Regions from separate parts of the Nothobranchius furzeri genome. Here region 2 is linked to region 1. A link is a contact called in public Micro-C data. All regions are on one chromosome and are shown on one strand. Each heading gives the region's core, a stretch centred on a gene start, on an enhancer-like site or on the middle of the called end of the contact. The rest is flanking DNA. Distances are from core to core; before and after follow the strand shown. Region 1 has its middle 6.0 kb from the start of fjx1. Region 2 overlaps ldlrad3 (low density lipoprotein receptor class A domain containing 3).

Region 1 (4,531 bases), core at 1,901-4,400:
TTGACACACGGAATGCGACACCTGAATCCCATGTCTTTCATGAGTCTCCTCGTGGTGGTTCTTGAAGCGCTGACTCCAGCTGCAGTCCACTCTTTGTGGATCTCCCCCACATTTTTGAATGGGTTTGTCGTCACAATTCTCTGCAGGGTGCGGTTATCCCTAGAGCTTGTACACTTTTTTCTACCACATTTTTTCCGTCCCTTCGCCTGTCTGTTAATGTGCTTGGACACAGAGCTCTGCGAACAGCCAGCTTCTTTAGCAATCACCTTTTGTGTCTTGCCCTCCTTGTGCAAGGTGTCAATGATTGTCTTTTGGACAGCTGTTAAGTCAGAAGTCTTCCCCATGATTGTGGTGCCTTCAAAACAAGACTGAGGGACCTTTTAAAGGCCTTTGCAGGTGTTTTGAGTAAATCAGCTGATTAGAGTGGCAGCAGGTGTCTTCTATATTCAGCCTTTTCAGAATATTCTAATTTTTTGAGATACCAAATTTGGAGTTTTCATTAGTTGTCACTTATGAATATCAAATTTAAATGTAATGAACATTGGAAATACATTGGTCTGTGTGCATTGCATGAATATAATGTACAAGTTTCACGTTTTGAATGGAATTACTGAAATATTTTCAACCTTTTGATGATATTCTAATTTACTGGCCAGCACCTGTAATTCCGAACTTTTACAAACTGATAAATGTTGAAGTACGTGACAGGAATGGTCAAAACACACCATTACTTTTCATTTTAAGGCGTAAGGCAAACTGGATTAGAAAATAACTCTTTTAGCCCCATTGACTTGCATTCATTATTTATTTATTTCGTTCTTCCAGGCACCCATGAGCTGAGAAGATTTAGGCTCCGTATTCCATCATAATTATGCTTGCATTTTGGATTGGAAACAAGTTTTCATCAACATTAAAACACATTATTATTCCCAACATGCAAACAAACCAATTATCTTGTGACCAAACAGCTAAAACACAAACAACCCTCTTAAATCTGAGAAATCATGAGCACAAACATATCAGTGGGTGATACGAACATAAATTTTTTTTCACTCATTACCATCTGAAAATATCTTTTTTTTCCCCAACTAATGAGTCATTAATTTCTTCAGATTCATTTTTCCAAATCGCCTCAATTATGAAGTCCACTTCCTGGCTCTCAGCCATCCCTAGCAGATGGTGACGGACCCATAAAACTTAACAGAAAACACTCCAGATTTGACCGTTTAACAGTTCACTCATTCATCTGAACATGCGCTGAGTATTTGATCGTTACCCTGCAAACATCTGGAGCACAAAAGTCAAGTTGCTGTTGTTCCGTCTTTGTTCGAGGCTCTAGTTGAACCGAATGTAAACTCTGTTCCTCACATCCCCGTCGCTGAATTATTTCTCATTATCATCCCTCAGCACGCTTTCCAATTCAACTCGTGTTTTCACACGCTGCATCTAGAACCTTGGTTTCCCCAATCAAATTAATTGGGTCATTTTGTAGCCACATGCAGGCATGCTAAATTGGCCGAGTTGAAAAGACAGCAGCAGACAGGATGTGTGACTAGACCCAATAAACGACAGGTACACTAATGTAAGCTCTTAGCACTTTGAGCTGGAAATGTCTTATCTCTCTGCGGACTTTAATGAGATTTTGTAGCTTGAAGAAAGACATTCTGAGCTGCACAAAAACAGTCGTTCTATGGTGTGTTTTATTTCTTCTCTTTATAATCCAGAATGTTAGAGCAGATGTGGGAAAACTTTGCATAAGCAGTCAGGTTAAGTAACTCTGATGCAGCCATATTGCTTGGGCTTTCTTTTATCTTTTTTTATTCTGAGATTTGTCAAGTTGGATGAGTTCATTTAGATTTTATTTATTTATTTTACAGCCTGCACAATGTCTGTTCGCCTCAAGCATATGTTTTACCCTGCACTGGAGACTGACAGAAATGACAGCACGAAGGGAGCGAAGGAAGAAAATCCGTTGGTTGTGCATGAGCAGAGAGGGATGTACACGTGTTAGAATCACAAGAAATGTTTTGTGTCGTTGTGGGTGGTTGAACGTTTTCCTAACCTGAGAGAAAAGAGTTATAGTCCCTCTGGAGGCAGATTTTTCAGGCTGCTGTTTAGCAAAAAGGATATCTCTTGTTTGAATTTAAGTCATGTCTTATTTTTACCTTACAGTGACAGTGAGCAGTTTTCATCTCCTCCACCCTACTGGTTAAAAGTGGAATTACAACTTTCATTAACCCTCTGGAGGCAGGCGTTGCATATTTGCAACAGTTAAAACCTACCTACCTGGTTACTCCACATACGTATTTCACAAGCATTTTTTTTAACTCAGAAGTACCTCTGAAAGACTTAGTTGTTCGTCCTTTTATCAAAACTTATTTTGAGCCTGAGAGGGTTAACAACCCTGCAGCAGCCTGCTGTAGCGAGTGCTAACAATGAGCTAACATTAACACAAGCCAATTAATACTGAAATTAACCACACAGTAAAAAGATTCACACTGTTGGAGATTTTTTTTACTAACAAGTCCAGTAGCAACAAAGCCAGGTCACCATCAGTCCGTGATGTTGTAGCCTCCTTTAGCTTCCTCAAACTAGTGTGAGCCAGTTTTAGCTCTTTGCTTCGCCTCCAACAACGCTACTCTCTTACTTCCAGGCTCCGCCATGATGCCAACAGAAAAGCAAACTTCTTCTTGTGATTCTTATTGAGGATTGACAAACTGAAAAAGCTAACTGCTAGCGTAACAGCTAACAGCAACAAAGCAGGTAAGGAGCACCAACTGGCTCCACAAAACTGTTAAGTGCAGTATCTGGTAGAGAGCTGCAGAGTGGTATGAAACTAGTCAAGAGTTTAAATCTACAACAATGTTAAAACTCTAGCTTAAAGTAAAAAATTATATATTTTAGTGTTACTTTAATGTAAACCACACCAACGTGGCTCAAATACCACTCCTTATACCATGTTTAACACCAAATGAAAGTAAAATTTGAGACGTCTAGACAAGGATATTGCAGACGGCTTAAGTGCATTGTTGGAATTCTGTTTAATGCATGTTGCTTTTCAGGGAAGGCAGACTTTACTGCCTCCCTCTGCTGCAGCGTGGCCTATAGTTTCCCTTTCCACAAGCACAAGCGTGGGCATGTTCACATATCAAACCTATCTGTGTCATGACTTGTGTTATCTGCAGGTCAACCAACCCCCCTCTGCTCTGCTGCACTCCCTCCTGCCGCATTCTTCCTCCAGCAGCCCCAAGAGAGCCATAACATTGGGAACGTTTCTCCCCACCAGTCATGGCTGTCCGTGGTCAAGCGCCACCATGACACAAGAGAGCTTGGATCGTCTGTCATGCTGTCTGCAGCGACACCGTACACCCGTCACTGGCTGTCTGACAACGCCACAGCTGTGATACAATCTTGTCTTCGCTGTGTGGTTCCCGTCTGCCGGCGCAGATGGACACAAGGGAGGGGCCGAAGACATTAAGAGACGGAGACAGAGGAGTAGAAAGTGCAGTGGGCTTATGTCATCTCATAGTCTAAGGTTAGTTCATGCAGAGTAATAACTCAAAGGTCCCTCGACACTTTGCAGTTTCCTGGACTGAATAATGAATGTGCAGGGCTTCCATTAGCGCTGAAAGCTACAATCATTTCACAGGGTCTGACGATTACTCATGCTCTGGGATTCGATGATGGGTGGGGAGAGCTCCACGAGGATTAATCTGCATCTCCTGCTTCCTGTTTGCTGTGAAAATATCCTTATGAATGTGTGATTTTTAGAATGTGTGGGTTTATTGAAAGAAGGGGGAGAGAGAATAAAATAAATATTGTAATAGAAAAGGGAATCTGACAGCTTGCTTTTTTATTTTCACATTTTCAAACCCAAGACCTTTGTTTCAGACATCCACACTTTGCTCCTCTCCCTGGTCACTTTTTAGACATACTTTCCTCATAGCTTATTTATTTCAGAACAGCCATAACCATCATGGTGTTACATCAACAAGGTGTTTGAAACAATCGTGTGACATCTTGGTCCATATTGACCTGATAGCTTGAATCAGTGGCTGCAGATTCATCAGCAGCACTCCCTTTGGTGGATTGGATTAAGATCAGATAACTGTTCCCTGGCCTTTGGAGTCCAGGGATCTAATTTTAATGTTCAAGAAACCAATTTCAGATGATTTGAGCTATATGACAAGGTGCATTATCCTGCTGGAAGTATCCATCAGAAGATGAGTCAACGTGGTCATAAAGGGCCATGCCACTCTCTAGCTTGATGGAGCGACGGTGGCACAGGAGTTAAGTGCTCGCCTCGCAATCGGAAGGTCGCAGGTTCGAGACCCGCTCAGTCTGTCGCTGTCGTTGTGTCCTTGGGCAAGACACTTAACCCACACCACCTGCTGGTGGTGGTCGGAGGGACCGGTGGCGCCAGTGCTCGGCAGCCTCGCCTCCGTCAGTGCGCCCCAGGGCAGCTGTGGCTACATTGTAGCTCATCCCCACCAGTGTGTGAATGTGTGTGTGAATGGGTGAATGACTGATT
Region 2 (4,726 bases), core at 2,051-4,550, 270 kb before region 1:
CTTTTCAAACCCAGGAAATGCTTCTTTCTCTTCTACCTTTGTGTGAAAATGAAAGAATCTCTTTTCTACCTTTGTGACAACGCAGACTGTTTTTTTTCAATACCTCTGGCATTTCTTTTGCATGCCATTCACACTGACACAACCACTACTAAGCAGGGCCGAAAGGGAATCCGGTGTACTAGTTACACCATATTTAAAAAAAATGCTAGAATATAGAAAATCCACATGAATGAGTTCAAGGACTAAATTCGTGATATCTTTTTTTTGTGTACGTTTAAAAGCACAATTCCACGCTAGAACAAATCCTTCATAGAAATTTTTAAAAAATAAGCGTTATAATCCAGGTCAGCCCATGAGCAATAAAAGAGGAAGCTTTTATATCAAAATCATCAAAATATGCATGAACTGCAATTTCATGAAAGCAGAAATCCTGCAAGTGAATGCTAAAGATGAGATGGAATATTGGTGCACAGAAAACCATTTGCAGTTACTGAAGCAAAGTGAGGGCCGCTGTTGGTGCACAATGGGCTATTGAGCACGCAGCGATTAATACGAGATCTGAAAACCTCTTTTGTCTGTCTTTAATCAAACTGTGCAGCAGATCAGCTGCGCACCAGCCACGGGTTACGGAGATACAAGCTCTTTTTTGTTAACGAGCCAATCTCTTTGTCTTGATTGGCTACCTGCCACTGCATATGCTAACTAACCGCTGTCAGACAATGTTCATCCGAAGGTGGAAGAGCAAAACAAAGTGAAAAGAAAGCAGAAGAATAAAAGATTAATTTACGTATCTTAAATGCCACGTTTAAAAATGAATAAAGTGGATGGATGGATCTCCTCCCCTGGATCTCAGGGCAGGAGATGAAGATGGGAAAGATGACTTAAGTAAAGAAGATTTTCATATTCACAAAGCTTTAAAAGAGTAGGAAGGGGTTGGAGGGTAGGAAAGCCCCCTTTCTCTGGCATTCTAGGCTTTTCTAAAATAAACGGAATAAATGCTTATCTGATTGGAAAGCTGGATCATTTCTGACCTAAAACCAATAACGACAGCTAAAAGAAGGCACAGAGCAAAGAGAATGGCCACCTTAATTCCTAGAACACTTCTGATTATGATCACAGAGCCACCAGGGGGCAGACAGATCACATTTTTATTTGGTCCTGATGAGTTAATAATGGGCGGGCATCCAGAAAAGGGAAAGGGTGCACAGTGGGAGCATGCTGTCTGGCTTCAAACGCACCAAGACACAAATCCATCATTGCAGCGGTGATGAACAACCGTTACACGATCCAGTAGAAATATTACCAAAAATACTCTTTTTTTCTTTTTTTTTACATCCTCCATCCTAAAACAAGCAGAAAATATAAAACAAGCTCCATCAACCCTTTCATCCTCACCCAGAGAGAGCTCTGTAAACCCGTGACACATGGTTGAGAAATCTGTTAAAAAACTGCAAACAGAACGAGCGATGCCGTTGTGGTTTCCCCATCAGACTCCACCAACAGCACAAACGGTTTAGAGGATGAAAAAACAAACTCTTAAAAGTTACTGCGGTGCACAGAGTCCCAATAACCACGAGTTAAAGGGGTTTCAACTCAAATGGCCCCGTTTTATTTGCATGACATATGCAATTAAACTCAAGTCTGGAAAATAGCATTCATCTGCATCTATAGCGACTAAGTTCATCTAACAAGCAATTGTCTACATTTTTAATGCAAAAAAAGAAACAAAGAGATCAACTAGGTGGAAAAAGATCAATTCATTCGTAGCACTTTCCTTTTTTGGCAAAAAAGACAGACTTGAAAAATATCCATGTTTTTGTTCATTTGGGTGTTTTATTATAAGGATTTGTTGCAGACCTGAAATGATCAGTTTTATTAAAACTTCCTAAAGGAATGTAATCATTTGGAAATCTGTCAGTTTTTCTTAATTCAAACAAGAGATCAGTGCTTCATTCTACACAGACGTGCCTCGCCTCTCTGCCAGCTCACATGCATGCGCTGCAGGACTTGGAGATCTATAGTGTTTGCTTGTGTGTTGTACCTTCTAGATGAGATGTGTTCACTCAGGCACTGCAGATAAATAGCTTTTGCTATAGGTAGTTTTGCCAAGAAACTGTAAAAAAAAAAAACTAAAGAATATTTCATACAGGAGATACTAGTAAAGCTGTGATGTAAGGCTTGGTCCTTGAACATACAACACCATTTGGCTGATTTATAGATAGAAGGTATTTATTTAGCCAATTTAACTCTTAAATGAGCGCTTTTTAAAATATGACCAAATATCTGAGATGCTACAGGAAGAGAGGAACTTTTTGTTTTGCCATCTTGCAAAAAACACACATTAATGTATAGAATCAACCATAAAACACAATGGTTTGTAAAACTGCAACACGCTATTTTTGTACCTGCAAGCATTTTCAACTAACTTTAACCCGTCTGCTCCCTTGAGATGTCGAGGGCGTGCACGCTGCAGTTAAAGTGCTTAATCACCCTACTGTCCTCTGTTAAGCGTCAGTGTTCTTTGCTGCCAACAGACTTTCCTTTGCAGGAACGTGAAACACTGATTGATTGAAAGCGGTTCTGCCAAAGCGCCCTACAAAGCGAAACACACAAACGCACTGCAACAGCACTTTTTCCACATCCCTCTGGCAGCCCACGATTAATATTCATACTCGGCATTGTCAGCCTGTTCTTTTAGCCGCGGCGTGTCATGTACTGCGTGCCTCTTCTGTGTAAGTGTATCTCGTTAGCTTGCCGGGAACTAAAATCAAACCTTGTTTCATTCTTGATGTTTTCTTGACTAATAAAATACAAAGAACCCTAAAGTTATCTTTTATATAGATTTTCTCTTTTCTTTGTCTCCCTATCAGCCTGTTCTTCATGTATGTTTCAGTGTGTGAGCAGCTCTTTAGGGAAAGGAGGGTTTTCATGCTTCATCAGGTCTCTATTTGGCTGCCCTGTAATAATTTTGTTCGCTTCATTGCCCGCCACTTTCAACCCCCCCACCATAACACTCACTCACAGCTTACTCAGTCACCACATGAGAAGTAGAGGGGTGGTGGGTTAGACTTAATGACTGGCTTCGTGACCTGGAGGGCTTCTTTTAGAGTAATAATAAAAAGCTGTGATGTAGCAGCGATGGATCATACAAAACATATATATACAGCTCAACTGTGACTGCTTGGCTTAGTGTTGAAATCACACTTATTTCACATAATTGATGGATTATGAAACACTATGCAGAGTTCACATTTTTAAGACACTGCAGACACACATTTACATCAGTAGGTGGCAGAGTTGAGCCATTTAGGAGCTTGGTTGTAAAGGCAGGACAATCGTGCCAATTTTCAACCAGCCCTGCCGTCATTTAGACTGTTTTCATATTTAGATATATAATAACTTTAGTTACACAGTTCCTGCGTTGTCCTGGCTTCCTAACTTCTATTTATTGGTATCCTTAGAGGTCAAATTATGGGGGGGCCCACTGAAAGGGTGATGGGCTCCCAGAGAAGCCCTCAATTCATACACTCAGGGGGAGCCCGACACTCTGACGGAGGCAACAGTAAGGAGCTGAAACTGTCAGCTGAAATGTATCGAATACAACTTTTACTACTCTGTGTAGGAATCAGACAAAAAGTATCAAGAAAACAAAAACACAAAATTATCTTAACAAAGATGTTTAACTCATTCACTGCATTTTTTTACTGTGTGGCCGTCAAAACGAGTCCCCGCGCCGTGAGAACAAACATCTCAGCTCTAAAACTGATCTTCATCCGCACATGTCACACGTCACATGATCAGGAAGCAGAAAATCCATGTGTCAGGAGATCGTTGTGGGTTGCTGCTGTTAAAAAAAAGTGAGGCGCGAACCGGAAAAGCAATTCGACAACGGATTACGAAAGAACAGATAATGCGCGGATTTTTCCTGATGTAAGAGGCGAGTCCACTCTTTGTTTTGTTAGTTTTGGCGTTGACATCATCAGAGAGCGCAACGTTCTGTGACTCTTAAAAAAACAGTGAAAACGCTGAAAAACACTGACAGAGAAGGGCTTTTCTGATGAGTGAATGAGTTAAAGATCCTGTTTCTATTACGTTATTTACGTGGACTCTCACCATACCAGAGATTTATTTGAGCAAAGAGGACGGAGAGCAGCAGAGCGCCGATTGTTCGTGTACGCCAGGCAGCTGCGTCCAGCGCACGACCACAGGAACATTCTCTAAGTGGCACCACCTAATAAAATAAAAAATGGACATGATCGTTCAGGCCCGCTCACATCCTCTGGTACTTTCTGTCTTTTATTCATGCCTGATGCCCTATGCTGTTGCGGAGCTCATCACCCATGCTTTGGTGGCTTCACCTCACTGGCGCGACCGCACAGCATGCACTTCGCCATTTTTGCAGTCGAGAGCGGGGTGGTGGTGCTGGTGAGAATCTGTCCTGACTTCAGATCAGAGGGGTGGTGGGAGGGTGCTCGCTCCATTACAAGCGCTCGTGTACGCTCGCAACAATGTCAGGACTGCTCCGATCGTAAATCCAGGCTTTCAAACATGTTAAGATTGTCTTGTTCTGATGTTTGGGGACAAACACTCATGCTGCTTGCTAAATAGTACATGTAGCTAACCAGAAAGCGAGGTCACAGAAGCACGCAGCACGCTCCTTCTGCATCAAGTTTGTTTACTTCAAAGTCACCTTTTATCTTGTGAGATGTCCCTTCTGAGCGTTGAA

The links. Hi-C and Micro-C count contacts between places; a contact is called where the count stands out from the background.
Region 2: a contact with region 1 is called in a Micro-C map of tail fin, with 13 times the contacts expected there. The contact joins two enhancer-like sites. A contact is called at or near these places in 2 of 2 Hi-C or Micro-C datasets (skeletal muscle and tail fin).

The regions. Positions count from the first base shown.
Region 1 is chr4:75,696,895-75,701,425 of NfurGRZ-RIMD1, reverse strand. No RefSeq gene overlaps it. Among protein-coding and RNA genes, the nearest start is that of fjx1, 6.0 kb to the left of the region's middle. Within about 2 kb of position 3,150, at least 3 of the 3 cell types and tissues checked have an H3K27ac peak or open chromatin away from gene starts, as enhancers often do. A contact at or near this core is called in tail fin, where this site is marked.
Region 2 is chr4:75,969,720-75,974,445 of NfurGRZ-RIMD1, reverse strand. The region is part of intron 3 of ldlrad3 (low density lipoprotein receptor class A domain containing 3); the gene reads right to left. Among protein-coding and RNA genes, the nearest start is that of ascl1b, 95 kb to the left of the region's middle. Within about 2 kb of position 3,300, at least 1 of the 3 cell types and tissues checked has an H3K27ac peak or open chromatin away from gene starts, as enhancers often do. A contact at or near this core is called in tail fin, where this site is marked.